Regions from separate parts of the Mus musculus genome. Here region 1 is linked to region 2. The links are chromatin contacts, called in public promoter capture Hi-C maps. All regions are on one chromosome and are shown on one strand. The core of a region is the stretch at or near the end of the contact, and the rest is flanking DNA. Distances in the headings are between cores, read along the strand shown.

What was found. Promoter capture Hi-C pulls out the DNA fragments that hold promoters and counts their contacts.
Region 1: a contact with region 2 is called in a promoter capture Hi-C map of liver, with 2.1 times the contacts expected there. The contact joins the enhancer-like site here to the promoter of Rdh7 in region 2. A contact is called at or near these places in 9 of 39 promoter capture datasets (embryonic stem cells, hippocampal neurons, liver and 3 more), 3 of 15 datasets of contacts at CTCF or cohesin (the G1E-ER4 cell line and embryonic stem cells), 73 of 484 Hi-C or Micro-C datasets (8-cell embryo, the AML12 cell line, the C2C12 cell line and 29 more), 20 of 115 datasets of contacts at active chromatin or transcription factors (bone marrow-derived dendritic cells, embryonic stem cells, extraembryonic endoderm stem cells and 8 more) and 3 of 9 other capture datasets (adipose tissue, embryonic stem cells and pancreatic islet).

The regions. Positions count from the first base shown.
Region 1 is chr10:127,947,844-127,951,420 of GRCm38.p6, forward strand. The region is part of intron 1 of Gm40805 (a long non-coding RNA gene); the gene reads right to left. It also overlaps the pseudogene Gm15900. Among named protein-coding and RNA genes, the nearest start is that of Gm40805, 2.9 kb to the right of the region's middle. Within about 2 kb of position 2,013, at least 4 of the 459 cell types and tissues checked have an H3K27ac peak or open chromatin away from gene starts, as enhancers often do. A contact at or near this core is called in hepatocytes and liver, where this site is marked.
Region 2 is chr10:127,887,206-127,890,336 of GRCm38.p6, forward strand. Rdh7 (retinol dehydrogenase 7) reads right to left here and starts at 1,528. Exons shown (of 4, transcript NM_001150749.1): 1 at 1,096-1,528; 2 at 211-466. The coding sequence starts at 1,408.

The DNA of each region.
Region 1 (3,577 bases), core at 763-3,262, 61 kb after region 2:
GGCTGCTTCTGTGGAGCCTCAGGGTCACTTCCTGAGTTCCCAGCATACCATCTTCTGCTTCGCTCTCACTGCCATCTGCCAAAGCGGGATTCAGAGACATTGGGCCAGATTTTCTGTGCAAAGGAAAACCAATGGCACTTTCCGGTAAGGAACTATCTATAAAACCTTCATCCGATGAGTGGAACAATTCATCGTCTCCTATTAGATGGCTGACAATGTGGATTCCATCAAAAGGAGGTCGGCTGGAGAAGTCCTGCTGGCCTTTTAGGCATCTGAGCTCATGAATCAGCTCTGCTATCTGGTCCTTCAGTTCCCTAATGTACTGGTTAGAGTCAGACCTGTTAAGCTGTCCTTGGAGCTTGCCTTCTTCTTTCTTTCTTTCAGGTGGCTGAGGTTGCTGGAGGCTGATGAACTTGATACAAGAGAGGAACCACCGTTTCTTCTTGACCCATTCACTGATCTTAAAGACTTACTGTCTGTCTCTATTAATCTGTTTTGTTCCTCCAGCTTAGCCAGGAGTTCTAAGTCGTCTGGACTCAACTTTGATGGGGAAGATGGTGACTGTGTTGGTGTTGACAGTGTGGTAGATGAGGATGTAGTGTGTAGTGAGGCAGATGGACTTGCCACCTGACTGGCCATCTGACTGACTGTGTGCGATACTGTGTTCTTCACCCATGAGAGAGTAGAACTCAGCTTTTTTGCCACCTTGTCTGTCGCCACAGTCTGCAGTCCAACTCCCAACAATGGTCAGCAACAGCTATGAATGGAAGTCCAAGGATCTAACAGTTGCTCTGTCCCATGAGGCAAGTAGGCAAAGGGAGAGAGGGAGAGAGGGAGAGAGGGAGAGAGGGAGAGAGGGAGAGAGCGAGACATTGTTTCAAACATTAAAAAAAAAGGAAATGTCTTTCACTGCCTCCCCTTGATTTGCTGAGGGTTGTTGATGGGGTTCTTGTGCTCTGAGGAAAAGTCCGGAGAACCCACAGCTACAGCAACCCTTTAAGAGCAGATAGAATGTTCTGGAGCTAGGTGGTATAGACAGTGGTGGCAGTTGCACCCCCTTTCAGATTTGCTGAAACCATGAATTGCATACCTTAAGGGTGGGGTTCATGGGGTGTGAAATAAATATCAATTCTAAAATGAAAAAAAAAAAAGAACATCAAAATAAACAGGCTGGCGATGTGACCCTGGCAAAGCATTTGTTCAACATAAGTGTAACTCTAAGCTTAACCTCTAACATCACTGAAAAATAAAAGGAGACAAAACCATGATGAAATAGCGGCAATGGTGATGCCGACTGTAAGCCTAGCCCTCGGAGGTGGAGTCAGGACTGTGATATCTGGACCAGCCTGGCCTACACACAAGGAGTCCTTGCCTTTGAGAGGAAAAAATTAGCTGGCTACTTTAGAAATAAAATTTTTAAAAAATTAGTAAGACTTGGAACCCATACCTCTTAATATCATAAAATTCCAAATTTCCAAAAGGGAGTGGCTTGATTTTTCACACCAACACATAGGATCGATGCCTGCTATAACTCTTGGCAGTTGAGTAGAGAAGAGGCTGAACAGACATTTTCAGTACATGTGTGCATTTTGATTATGACCATAGATGTCTGACAATGTTGTGGAATATCCCCCAGAGAAGACCATCAGACACAGGTTCAAACCAATAGGAAGTCTTAATTACCCGGCTGGTGACTACACTGGGTGGTTGGGACCTGAGAGTGGTCCTGTGCCTTTCTCAGGATGAACTTTTAAGCCCACCCTGCATCCTGGGTTGACACACCTCAGTTAGCAAGAACAGATAACCAAGAGAGGAACTACAGAAGCTAAAAAGCAAGGTTAGCACACTTAGGGGCTTTGCCAGAAATATGGACTTTGGCAAATCAGGTCTTTGTTTTGGCAAAGTCCATATTTGTTATGTGCCAAGTTTGGCAAGTATGCTAGGTTCCAAAGTCTGAATGACACCTCTGTAATGGTGTCATTTGGGCTAAGGTTTGGCAGCCTACTAAGGGTCTGGGAGCCTGTTATAGAAGCAGTTTGACAAAACCATTCAGAATGGAATGTGTGGGAGCTGTCAGGGCCCCAGCCCCTCAGACATTTGTCATAAGACTGAATCGCTCTCACATTCTGATACAGCCCATCATCATGTCTCTGACCACAAGGGATCGAGTATTCCTTCTTTTCAGAGCTATGGATTAAAAATTGTTGTAAGCCCAGCGGTCGTGGTGGTGGCACACACCTTTAATACCAGCACTTGGGAGGCAAAGGCAGGTGGATTTCTGAGTTCTAGGCCAGCCTGGTCTACAGAGTGAGTTCCAGGACAGCCAGGGCTACACAGAGGGGAAAAACAAAACAAAACAAAACCAAAACCAAAAACCAAAAAAAACAAAAAACAAAAAACAAAAACAAAAACAAAAAAAAAAACTGTCTCAAAAAAGCCAAGGGAAAAAAAAGTTGTTTTGATAGCAAGAACTTTAACAGAGCTTAGGCAAAGGCTGTACTTAGATAAAGCGTGAATGGAAATCTATTTCTTTATCTGAAGCACGATACATTCGATGCAAAGAATTCTTTTCATTGTGGAAAAACAAGAGAAAATAGATATTAATGTCTGTCCTACCATACTCCTGATTGGTTTAGGCTTGGGTGGTGGTAAGATGCCAAAGCTTTTAAATTCAGACTCCGTTTTAGAGACCCTGACCTAAGTTTGAACTCAGGTAAACTAACAGGCTGGTACCTAGCATTAATTTCCAAGTTGCCCCCCAACAAAACCTGAGCCTAGCTGCAGTCTCTAAGCTAATCCCCAACAAGACCAGACTTTCCAGGTTACTCCCTTAACAAGACCAGTGTCTCCAGGTTATTCCCCCCAACAAACCTGCACCCATGTTCCAAGCCCACCCCCTGCCTAACGACCACCAGTGCAGAGGGAGCAGACTGTCTGACTCCCAGCACCAACCAATCATGTTAAAAGCCACAGGAGCTTTTCAATTAGATGCTTGCACACACATTCCCTGCTTGCTACTTTCTATAAAGCCCTGCCTCGATAGACATTCAGGGCTCCCCCACCACTGTGTGATGGTGGTACGTTGTGGGGGAGGGGCCCGGGGGGCAAGCTAGCTCAAATAGAATAAAGACCCTGCTGTGAGTTGCATCAGATTGGCTCCTGTGTGTGTGTTGGGGGAATCACATAACCTAGCATTTCCCTGGGACAACAGTGGCCAAACCTGACCAATGGGAGTCAAGTCTGGGCTTTGTGCCGCAATGTCTGGGGTCTCACTACTGGCCAACCTGACAGGGACTAAATTGAGAATGATATTGACACAGAATGAGTAGAGACACAGGAAGAGGGGACACTGTCCTAACGTCCATCCTCTGTCACTTTGGACATGTTCTTCTTTAAATGTTCTGTCTTTGAAATTAAAGTTGTACACTGAGATGAACCTCTGTCTCCACCTTCTCCTGCATTCTCTGGGTTCCCTATCCTGGCTCCACTGGAATGAGCCCAGAGCTGGGAAGGAGGGTTTGAGTTGCTACCTCGGAACTGTGTAATAGGTAATTCAGTGACACCGGGTGGTATAAAA
Region 2 (3,131 bases), core at 278-2,777:
GACAAGTCTAAGTGAACTTAGGCCTCAGCTACCTGACAGGCACAGAGCGTGGTTTTCCAGTGAGTGACCACCTTACTCCAGAAAGGAGAAGGTAAAGAGAGCCTTCCAAACCAAAAAGAAAAGACTGTTCATGAGGGGTTCTCAAAGGTTGCAATTATAATAAAACACTTCGCTGAAGGGTCCCCACGGGACCTCAAAACCATCTAATACCTGAGGGAGTCTGAGAAGGCCTCTACACCATACTTGGAGATGCAGTAACCACCACCACACAAAGACACTCGACCCATGGAGCTGGAGATGTTGACCACACGGCCCCTCGCCTTCCTCACTAAGGGCAGCATGCTCAGAGTCACCTCGATCATGCCCAACAGGTTCACATCCAGTATATTTGCAAAGTCCTCTTTTTTCAGCCACTCATTGATAGCAAAGACACAGATGCCAGCATTGTTGACCAGGCCCCAGAGTCCTGGAAAAAGCGGAAAGAAGAAAGAATCACAGGTCTAGTTTTCACTAAAATCCACATTCCACCGGGTAAACTGAGACCATTCAGACAGGCATTGGATGGAGAGTGGGGGATAAAAAACAGCATATTGTCAGCAGGGTTGGTGCATCCCATCCCGGAAGAAATGGCTCACAGCACAGATACCTTCCGCTTCTTTTGATCCTTGGCAGGTCAGCTCACTGCTCGAGAACCACCCACCTCATGTCTGCTAATAACAAGAACGAAGGTCCAAGACATCTTACAGATTAACAATACCTTTGCAGATGAGGAAGCAGAGGAAAAGACAAAGGAAAACAAGGGGAGGGGGATAAAAGGCGAAAGGCAAAGCTAATATTCTAATGGCATTTGAGACACATGAACAAAAGGTCCTGGTTGGAGATGATTTTGGAAAGCCGTGCTGCTTTTGTACTTTGAAGAAAGTTGGGAGACAGAAGGTAGGGGCTGGAGAGGGAAGAGAGAGAGTACTCAGGTGATGTGCTGGGTTACTTCAGGGCCCCCAAGCCCCATTAGGGATCTGGCCAGGGAGTATAAAGGGGAGGCCCCCTTCAAACAGGGAGACAAACCAGCAACACAGACAGGAATCTCAGTGGTACCTCTGTTCCCAACACGCTCCTTCACCCACTGAGTGGCTGCCACAATACTCTCTGTCTTGGTGACATCCAGGATCACTGTCTCCAGCCTGTCAGATGTCTTGTTCCTCAGCTGCTCAGCTCCCTTCTCCGTCAGACATGCAGCTAGCACCCTCATGCCTCTCCTGTCCAGCTGTCTGGCCAGAAGGTTCCCAAAGCCAGAGTCACAGCCCGTGATGAAGACATACTTGTCTTGGAGATGGCTCACCACCTGCCTCTCCCTGAAGAAGCGCAGGAGCGTCCACAGGCCCACCAGTGCAACCAGGTAGAGCCACATGGTTTGTAGAAGTCAAGCAGAGAGAGATATTCTGTGTCAAAATGAGCCTGGCCTCTGCTTACACAGGAAGGTATAGGCACTGAGAATGTCAGGTTTCTATCATGTTCCTCTGACCAGTATGGGTTTTCTGATATCTCAATGCCCTTTGGCTCTCCCTGTCTTGCTGCCAAAGAAAACACCTCTGTCTGTTCAATAACACAGATCTATTCTCTTAAGCTCTTTGACCCTGGACTCAGGGGGGAATACATATTTGGTTCATTACATAGGCCCCATGGTCCAGTCCAAGGCTCATCTTGTGTCTCTGCATCTTGCACTCTGGAACTACAAACCAGGACATTGTGAGCATAGTTTGAAGCTATTGCCAACCTGCACTTGGACTGAGGACACATTACAGGAGAGGACATGGAGAGCTGGTACCTTCCTAATATAGTAGCTGCCCAGGAAGAGGGAAGGGCCGGCCCCAAACATGAAACACAAACTGGGGTCCCAGACACACTGTGACCCCCAGAGTTGATGTGGAGAGGAAATGACTTTACCCTAAACAGGCCTTTCTTGTTAGTTGTGACTCTTGTTTGTTCTTGTCAACCCACACAAGTGATGATCAAATGGGAAGAACCTCACCTGAGAAAATGCTTCCACTGGATTACCCATAGACATGTCATCCATGGGGCCATTTTCTTGGTTGCTAATAGACAGAGGAAGGTCCAATCCTCTATGTGGGAGCAACATTCCCAGGTCACCCCTGGGCAGGGGATGCTGGGCCATGTAAAAAGTAGGCTGAAGCTGACTGAAACAGATGCAAAGCTTGGGGACTTTTTTTTCTAAGATTTATTTATTTTATGTATATGTGTACACTGCCTCCAGACATACCAGAAGAGGGCATCAAATCTCACTACAGATGGTTGTGAGCTACCATGTGGTTGCTGGAAATTGAACTCAGGACCTTTGGAAGAGCAGACAGTGCTCTTAACCTCTGAGCCATCTCTCCAGCCCAAACTTGGGGACTCTTATGGAAGAGCTGGGAGAAGGATCAACGGCCTCAGAGGGGTTAAGAACTCCACAGGACAACCAGCAGAGTCAATTAACCTGGACCCTTGGGGGGCTCTCAGAGACTGAAACACCATCCAAAAAGCATCTGCAGGCTAGACATAGGCCCTCTGCACATATGATGGTCACCACTTTCTAACTCAGTTTGCATGAATCAAAGTAGTCTTGTTGCTCTCAAGTCCTGAAGGGCCTTTATGTGCCAAGGTGGGGAGATACCCAAGGTGGGCCTCCACCCTCTCAGAGGAGGAAGGGATGGGAGGATGGGGAGAGGGACTGTGTGAGGGGTAGACTAGAAGTGGGGCAGCAATTGAGATGTAAAGTTAATTACTAATTAATTAATGGAAGAAAAAGGGTGGGTTGTAGTAATAGTTTTTATTTAATAAGTCCTGGTGTGGGGTTGCTTCCCACCTCAATGGTTTATGTTCCCGAATGAAAGACACACACAGACTTTATATTTTAATATGCCGTATGCAGCACAATAACTGGGCATCTACCTAACCTCCATGCTGCTAGAATCTACTTCCCGCTGATAATTTCAAGTTACTACTTCCTAATGTTCCATCTTGGCTGCTCTAGACCCAGTTGAGCAGCCTTCTGGGACGTGTCCTCTGCACCCATTACGTGGCAGCTCTGCTCCTCTCTCCTATCTTCAGCATGACGTCTCTCTCTCTCTCCA